3 separate regions of the Mus musculus genome follow, and all the other regions are linked to region 3. Evidence: chromatin contacts called from public promoter capture Hi-C data. All regions are on one chromosome and are shown on one strand. The core of a region is the stretch at or near the end of the contact, and the rest is flanking DNA. Distances in the headings are between cores, read along the strand shown. Region 1 holds the start of Ivns1abp (influenza virus NS1A binding protein). Region 2 holds the start of Trmt1l (tRNA methyltransferase 1 like). Region 3 holds the start of Smg7 (Smg-7 homolog, nonsense mediated mRNA decay factor (C. elegans)).

What was found. Capture Hi-C pulls out chosen DNA fragments and counts their contacts.
Region 1: a promoter capture Hi-C map of liver shows a contact between it and region 3, with 3 times the contacts expected there. The contact joins the promoter of Ivns1abp here to the promoter of Smg7 in region 3. A contact is called at or near these places in 5 of 484 Hi-C or Micro-C datasets (B cells, CD4 T cells, double positive thymocytes and 2 more) and 2 of 9 other capture datasets (adipose tissue and liver).
Region 2: a promoter capture Hi-C map of liver shows a contact between it and region 3, with 4 times the contacts expected there. The contact joins the promoter of Trmt1l here to the promoter of Smg7 in region 3. A contact is called at or near these places in 3 of 39 promoter capture datasets (liver, neutrophils and pre-B cells), 3 of 484 Hi-C or Micro-C datasets (CD4 T cells, macrophages and uterus), 1 of 115 datasets of contacts at active chromatin or transcription factors (cardiomyocytes) and 2 of 9 other capture datasets (adipose tissue and liver).

What each region holds. Positions count from the first base shown.
Region 1 is chr1:151,343,120-151,345,819 of GRCm38.p6, forward strand. Ivns1abp (influenza virus NS1A binding protein) reads left to right here and starts at 1,379. Exons shown (of 15, transcript NM_054102.2): 1 at 1,379-1,636. It also overlaps the pseudogene Gm10138.
Region 2 is chr1:151,427,186-151,429,885 of GRCm38.p6, forward strand. Trmt1l (tRNA methyltransferase 1 like) reads left to right here and starts at 1,357. Exons shown (of 15, transcript NM_026876.4): 1 at 1,357-1,917. The coding sequence starts at 1,692. Swt1 (SWT1 RNA endoribonuclease homolog (S. cerevisiae)) reads right to left here and starts at 1,250. Exons shown (of 20, transcript NM_025819.4): 1 at 1,112-1,250.
Region 3 is chr1:152,901,220-152,903,919 of GRCm38.p6, forward strand. Smg7 (Smg-7 homolog, nonsense mediated mRNA decay factor (C. elegans)) reads right to left here and starts at 1,427. Exons shown (of 23, transcript NM_001160256.1): 1 at 1,290-1,427. The coding sequence starts at 1,318.

The DNA of each region.
Region 1 (2,700 bases), core at 129-2,628, 1.6 Mb before region 3:
CAGTCATGTGCCTGTCCCAAGTGGGCAGTTCATATTCTCTCACTGCCAGAAGGAGCTCAGTAATCCAGGTCCCTAATAGTGTCATTTGCAACAAAAGTAATGTGCTATCAAAGAGAAAAGCTGGACGGCAAATGCCAGTTTCTCTAAGACACATAATCATACTAGCTGACAGCTCAGTTTCTACTTCCTCCTTTTGTGAAACAACAACAAAAAAGAAACGTCTCCTGGCCACAAGATCTTATTTTTTAAAAGTAATGAAGACCCCCCTCCCAATTTCTATTTCCTACCCGCTAACACATTAAAGAAGGGTAGGAAGCATTGTCAAAGAGCTCCAAGAAATGGCTACAAATTAAGCGGGATGATCAAAGTCAGGTCTAGACTGTGTAAGCGCCCTCTATAAACCAGTATAAGCATTAATCTGGAAACCTTTACCTAACTCGATTATGTGTATACTTTATAGACCTTTGGATATAATCTCACCAAATCCCCTCATCTTCAATCAAGGAAACTTCCCAGCATGTGCTTCAGAGTCATATGAAGAAGTGGAGCCCAGCTTAAATCACATTTGACCTAAACAACTGCCTGCCTCCTAGGGGCAAGGTGGGTGGATGACTGGGCTTGGCTCCTGGGTTAAAAGGCCCCAGGGGGTAGAGATAGGGACTAACAATTCCCCAAGCTACTTTTCTTTGTCCAAAGAAGTCGAGACATCAGGAACTGATACCAGAGGGGGACAAAAAGTAGAAGTGAACACGCATTTTATGGCACACCGATAATATCTCTTTCACCTTTTTTTTTTTTTTTTTTTTTTTTAAACACACTCACTGAATGCTCACCCAAAGCAGGCCAATAGAGGGGCTAGTTGTTCAGGCCCTCCTCTGACTTATCCCTTCTTCCTCCATTCTTCTCACCCCTCCACCTCCAAGGTAAGAGCCTGATGCTCAACTACTGCCGCGGGGTTCCCACAACACGCAGCTCCAGTCTAGGCTAGTTGCCTAGAAGTCAGTGTGACGCTGAGAACTCTAATCGCCACGTCGGATCTCTGGAGAAGGTAGGGCAGGTGGAAGAGGAAGGAGGGAACCAGTTCCTGGACAGTGGAAAAAAAAGGGCGAAGCGAGGGTGTGAGGCTCGGGAGGGAGCGCGCGCTCGATAAGTAACAGGAGGAGCGGTCCCCGCCGCCCCGCTCTCCCGGATCACCTTGCGCTGACCTAGTTGAGCCGAGAAGGAAGGAGGGGGCGGTTGAGGAAAAGAGCTATGAGGTGGGCGGGGCCCTGTCCGGGGGCGGAGCCTCAGAGCGGGATCTTCCCGGGAGCTCGCCTGTGATTCGCTCAGGCATCAGAGCCGGAAGCGGCCGGGAGGCGTTGGCGGCAGCGCACGTGGTGACGTGCGAGGGAGTGCGGCGCGAGCGCGCGCGGCGGCGGCGGCGGTGGCAGTGTGTTCGGGACGCGCGTGGAGGTCGGTCAGTCGCTCGGAGGTGCTGGGCGCGTCGTGGCGGCGAGCGAGTTCCCGCGAGTACCCACTGGTCTTCCTCAGCCCGCAGCCTCCCGCCCGGTCGCCCCGAGCCCCTTCCAGCGCCTTCCGCCTGCAGCCCGTCGAAGCTCTGGAGATGAATTTCGCCATCTCTTCAGAGATGACCCAGGTAACGCGCTGTACGCGGGCGCCGCGGGAGGGAGAGGGCGGGGTGGGAAGATGGTGGTGGTGCGGAGCGTCCCGCTGTCCCGGGAGACACGGGCATCGCGGGGCTCCGCATTCGGCTCGGTTGCCGGCTGGCGGGGGAAGAGCGCGGTGGTCCCGGACCTTCCTCCGCCGGGGCGGGGATCGTCAGGCTTCCGCGCTGGGTGACGGAGGGTCCCCGGGACCTGGCCCGGCGGAGGACTAGGAGGGATGACCCGCCGGATGAGAGCGGCGGCCACCGAGGACTGTAGACATCGTTTCCCGCTGTCAGGAGCGAGGTGCCGGCTGCGGTTTGGGGCTCTCCGGGCTAAGACTCCCCGCGGCCGGCGCGTGGGGACACAGAGCCGCCCTCAGAGCGCATCGGTTCCAGGGGTTAGGCGTGGGGTGGCACGGAGTCCCTGGTCGCCGTGGACCACGGGGTCCTTTGTTCGAGCTCCACGTTGCCCGCTTTTCTTGCCAAGCGCGGGGAAAAGGAGGCGGGAGGAGCGAGGGAGCGGCTGCCCTGACGTGTCAGCTCTGAGTGACTGCGCCGCCGGCCAATCGCGGCCAATCGCGGCCGGGGGTGTGCGGGTGCCTCGCTGTACCCGCCGAGAGCGCGCCCCAGGCCTTGCAGCGCGGGGTCCCCGGCGCGCCGGGGCACAGGCTCCATGTTCTCTGAAAGAAATAGGTGGAGAGCAGGCTTTTCGTCCGATCACCTTTTTTTTTTTTTTTCTATTTTTGGGTAAAGGACCTCGTTGATAAGACACCGGGGAGTGTCAGAGTGGAGATTAACGTAAGGAAATCTGTACACACACACACACAAATTTGAGAAATATTTCCGCCTTTCCCTCAATAAGTTGCAGATAAATGATTCCGGAGAGCAAACATTTCGATCAAAAAGAAGTCGGACGGCCTAAAAGGCAACGTTTTGTTTAATGTCTGTCAGTAGTGGAGGTTAGAACACCCAGATATCAAGTTCTTAGGAGTTTTGTTGTGGTCTCCTGTTTTGGCAATACACCATAGCTCTGGAAGTAAGAGCACACAAGCCGC
Region 2 (2,700 bases), core at 107-2,606, 1.5 Mb before region 3:
ACTGAACAATCTCTCTGGTCCTAGTTACCATTTCTACAGGTTGTAATAGGTGCTATTGTCTCACTTTTAATCGTTAAATAGTTAACTCCCCACATAGGAATCCTAGTCCAAAAGCGGTTAAAAGGCCTTCAGTCGTCTTGTGGGGCCAGGCTTCTGACCTTTAAGCTAAGGAGCTAAGCAAATACTTTACCACTGAGATAAGTACATTCGTAGCCCTTAAGGGCTTTAGAACTTGCAAAAGACTGGTGGGGACAAAGTTTACGTTAAACTGGGGAAGGAAAAACACCTTCAAACACTCCAACTAGGAAGGACAATGAGAGAGCAAAACTTCCAGACAGCATTTCAAAGTAACAAACAATCACACACCGTCTCCTATGGTTTCCCAACAGAGGAAAAAAACCTGAGAACCTCCCCTCTTGCCTTAAACGCTCAAGACAGTCCGAAGCAGGCAACCTGAAAGAAAGATCAATTTGGGTTGTTTTTGTTTTGTTTTTCCAGTCTGCTCCAGTGTGCTTATTAGAAATAAAGTGAAGAGAACAAATAAGACTTCGGTGATAAACAAGTCCAGGATATATATATTTATAAAACTTGAGGCGCAGAGGATTCCCTGGCCATATTCCTTAGAGAATCTGAAATGCATCAAAGTGATACATTTGTTAGTAAAAGCCTAAAAAAAAACAAAACAAAACAGGTCAAAACTGCAAAACAATCTCCTACAACCACACCGCGCCTATTCTGCTATCCTTAACCTAGAGGCAAAATTGAAAAAGTGAAGAGCGTCCGGGTCGCAAGTTGTGGGGGGGAAAGTTGTGGAGAGCGGAGTCAGGACTCTACCTCAGGGGGCTGACAGAAAAGTGCTTCTGGGATTCATAAACTGCCTCGGCCCACCCCCACACAAGCCGCCATCGGTCCCCCCACCGCCTCAGGTCCAGCTGGAGCAACCCGGCCACACACTCCACGAGCCGGCCGACCTCCGACCAGCCCCCGCAGTCGCCCGGCCCAGACCTCAGCTCGCGGGTCCCGAGCCCGACCGACGTCCGGGTACAGGAGGCCAGCAGTGAAAAGCTGTCGCCCAGAGAGATGTCCACGCGCCCGGAATACCCTAACTTACCTGAGTCCGCGGCAGCAGCAGCCACAGCGACAGTGGCGATTCCCCGGACCAGTCGGACACCCAAAGCGCCTTCCCAGAGCCCGCTGCACACTGGGAAATGTAGTTCTGTACTCGGACCCCCGCCAGGAGCCGAACGCTCCAGGCAATTCTAGAGTTCTCGGCGCTCTGTGTGTGTTTCCTCCAAGGACCGGAACTGAGCACCGCCCATGAGGCGCGATGCCTCCTGGGTGTTGTAGTCTTATTTCGGTTCGGTGGCGGCCAGTGATGCAGAGGACGTACCGAGGAAACGGAACTCTTTTTCCTCATTGGACACTGTCCGCCACACGCTTCTGCGCAGTCTGTGGTGGCGTCGTAACGCCTCGGGGAAGGGGAAGCCGGCGAAGGGTCGAACCGCTGCCTCTGGCTTTCAGTTTTTCTGCTGACAGGGTTGGGTCACTGGAGCTCCGCCGTTTGTCTGTGGCACGCGTACAGCCTTCCCAATTGCTTCCCCGCCCTTGGATCCAGCCCTGTGTGCATTAACGTCTATTAACCCACTCCGCCGCGAGTCCCCTCCGCGTCCCCTGGCTCGGAGGCCGTAACTATGGAGAATATGGCGGAGGAGGAGCTGCTACCCCAGGAGAAGGAGGAGGCCCAGGTCAGGGTCCCGACCCGGGCCCCGGATTCGGCTCCGGTCCCAGCTCCGGCCGCAGATACGGCTCTGGACTCGGCTCCGACGCCGGACTCGGATCCAGCCCCAGCCCTTGCCCCGGCCCCGGCTCCGGCCCTGTCCCCGTCCCTAGCCTCTGTCCCCGAGGAGGCTGAAAGCAGTAAGTGCAGACGGCCTGATCTCTCTGCCGCAGAGAAGCGAGAAACCATGCCTCGCTGGGGAATAGGGGAGGCCCTTCTCCAGGGTGTTTTTTTTAATGTGGAAAGGCAAATTTAGAAAAATGGGAGGAGGAGGAGGAACCAGAGCGGCAGGTAAGAGTAAAAGGAATACAGCATGGAAAGGGATACTTCTTCCATAAACCTCGAGGATATCATCCTGAAGGATATATGAAGGCCAGGCGTGAGGCAGAGAAAAATAAACAATGAAATTAGTGGCTGTGTCCGTTAGTGTCTTTAGTAGTTTCCATCTCAACCCAGTCTACAATAGTTTTAAAACTTTCCACTGTGTTACAGTAATGGAGGTACTAAGGTAGTAGTAGATCAAGATTGAGAAACTGAAAGCATTTTTCAGTCAGGACTTATACACACTGATGGATTTGTCTCATTGCTGGAGTATACTTTGCTCCCGAGAATAGAAACTCCGTCTCTTGTATCTGCCAAATACTAATTGAGCTTTGTACTTCATTCCAAAGGACAACGATCGTGAAAACGTATAGCCCATATTTTTATTTTCTGAATGTGTTTATACATGTTCCGAGTGGTGGTTTTTCGGTTCATATAAGAAACATAAGACTGATAATTATTAGCATTTTAAGGATCTTCTTAACATTTTGCACAGCGGGCCTAAAAAAAAAAAATTCAACGAGTTTTGTTTTTTTTTTCAACAAATCTGTGGTCCATAAATGGATCTTTATACTCCTTCTGAATTATCGCGTGAGGAATTA
Region 3 (2,700 bases), core at 177-2,676:
ATATAAATATATATATGGGACCACTCTTAACACATCGACTTCCACATCACTTATGTCTAAACAGCTAAAGAAAATCTTACTCAGTTATCTACCCATTCAATTCTCTTCTCCTCAAGGTTTCAACTCACTTTTTAAAAGTATCTTCCCAAATAAGACCTGCTATTTAAAAGAAAAACACTGTTCCTGAAAGACAAAAAGGCCAGTTTGTAAGTTCCCAGTCTTAGCAACTCCTCCATTAGCCTCAGGCACTAGCAACCTTATTTCCCATTGTGAAGGCTGTATTTTCCCCTCTAGTTTCCTCCAAGCTCTCACTCAAAATCCGTCAAACTATTCTGACTGCACACCAGCTGCTGTCTTTCCATTCAAAATGTTCTCGACGTCGGTGTTAATGCATGTGAGTCTTCTTTAAGTGTGCATCAATCCCTGCTTCCCCTCCCTTACCCCAGACACTCACACACACACACACACACACACACACACACATACACATACACACGCACGCACCCCCAGTACCCATGGGTCACTCTATCTCCTTCATACAAGTTCCTTACATCGCACCTAATGAATGCACACGACTCTCAGAATGGTATCTTCCAACTACAGTTTCTTTCGAGAACATCACCTTGTTCGTAGCACCTCCCTCTTCCCTCGTCTCCCCATCCTTTTTCCCCCTTTCCGGGCTCTCCGACCCCTCTAACTCTGGACAGAAGGCATTATTTCTCCTCCTTCCAGCCCGCGACTAAAGAACAAGCTCGCGTTTCCTGCGGGCTCCCCTTCCTCTCATTTGCCCTCCAGAATGCGCCCTCCCAACCCCCAGGTGTGCCGACTTCCATCCTCCTCTCTCCTGCATCGCCCCGGCCAGCACACCACGTTTCCCGGGCCGTGGGCTCCAGACCCCTTCACACCCACCTCGACTCTGGGTCGCTGCCGGCTCTCCTCTCCCCTACCCCGGCCCCGCAGCCTGCGACCAGAGGCGCGCGCGCGCGCGCGCACACGCACACACACACACTCACACACACGTTCTCGTCTCCCGCTTCCCCAACCTCCCTCCGCTCCTCGCCCGGCTTCCCCCGGAGCGCGGCTCGCCCGGCTTCCCGGGGGCCAGGCAGCCATGTGTGTGCCCGCCCCCTCCCGCAGCCGCCCGCTCGGCCCCGCGCTCGGCCTCCCCGCCCTGGGGACAGAAGGACGCCGCGACTCCCCCACCGCTTCCGAGTCCGCCGGTCCTCGGCCCCCCGAGAGCCTCCCCTTCCCCCGTCGCCACCACGCCTCGGCCAAGCTCCGGCGCTCACCGGAGATACTGCGCGCTCTGCAGGCTCATCCTCCGCCGCCGCGTCTCGCCGCGAAGCCTCCGTGGGTCTCTCAGGCTCCTCGGAGCGGCCCCGCGGCCCCGCGGGTGCTGGCGGTCGCCGCCATCTTCCTCTCCTCCGACTCCTCCTCGCTTGGCGCGGGGTGGGGGGGGGGGAGAGTGAGTGAGGCGAGGGGGAGGGAGTTGGGGGGAGCGGCTCCGGCAGCGGCTGCGGCTCTGGCCTGTGGGGCGCAGGGACGCTCCGGCTCCGGAGGGGGGGGGGAAAAAGAAGGGGAAAGGGGCGGGGAAAGAGGAGGGGAGAAGCAGAGGAAGGAAGTCGGGTTCGCTCTCGCGAGACTTCAGCAGCGCCGGTCCCTCTGGGTGCTTTCCGCCGCTCTGTAGCGCTCCCTCTTGGGATCGGCGAGCGGTGCGGTGCCCGCGCGCCGGCCGAACGATCCGGTGCTGGTGCCCGGCGGCCTCCTAAGGCTCCGTCCTGTTCCTCCCGGGCGCGGGGGCGGCCCCCGGCTCACCGCGGACATCGAGCCCAGAGCAGCCCGGAGTCACACTCAAAGCCTTCCGCCCGGCCACCCGCCCACTTCTCACTTCCTTCCTTCTTTCTTTTTTTTTTTTTTCCCACTCCTCCACTTTCCCCGCCGGAAACGCCACCCCTTCCTCCTACAGTTCCGCCCGCCAATTCCTCGACTCCGGTCGTCCCCTCGCGCGCCGGAGAGTGACGCAGAGGCCTCCCCCGTTTCAGCCGCCCCTCCCCGGGCACTCTGGGAGAAGGTTGGGGGGGGGGGGGGGAATAGGGCGGAGCCCAGGGAGAAATAGAAAGGAAAACCAATCCGATTGGGCAGGCCGCTGCCATGGAAACTGGAGGCTGTGGTTGTATTGTCATAGTAACTGCCGTGTGTAGACAGGGTGACCCTCCCGTAGAGAAACGGGTTCCCTGGAAACTGCCCAGGATTCCCCACTTGGATTCCCTGCCTTTTTAAAAGCCAGAAGTCGAAATGGTTATCCGAGTAGGAAAGTCCATTTCTTCCTCCCTTACTCTCCCAGCAAAAATTGGGGGAGACCCCGAAGCATTCATTTTAGGCATTGCCAGTCCCCCAAGGGTGGAAACCACCTCCATCGTTGCCTATCTGAGCCGGGTAGGGAGAGGGCCGGGCCCGAGAAGAAAAGGCAGGTTATGAAGGCCGGCGGCGAGTGGGTGGGAACGAGAAAGCGAGGGCGATGCTGCGAAGTCAGAGGAAAGGGAAGGGGCTTCCCCACCACTGTTTGAGGCTGGGCAGCGGGATCCCGCCAGAAGCGGGTCCCTAAGGGAAGAGACGGGCACATGACAACCGAGATGCGGCTCCGGCGATCGCGAATGTTCGACTTTTTGTAGCCGGTCGACCCTTGCCTAATTCCTACTC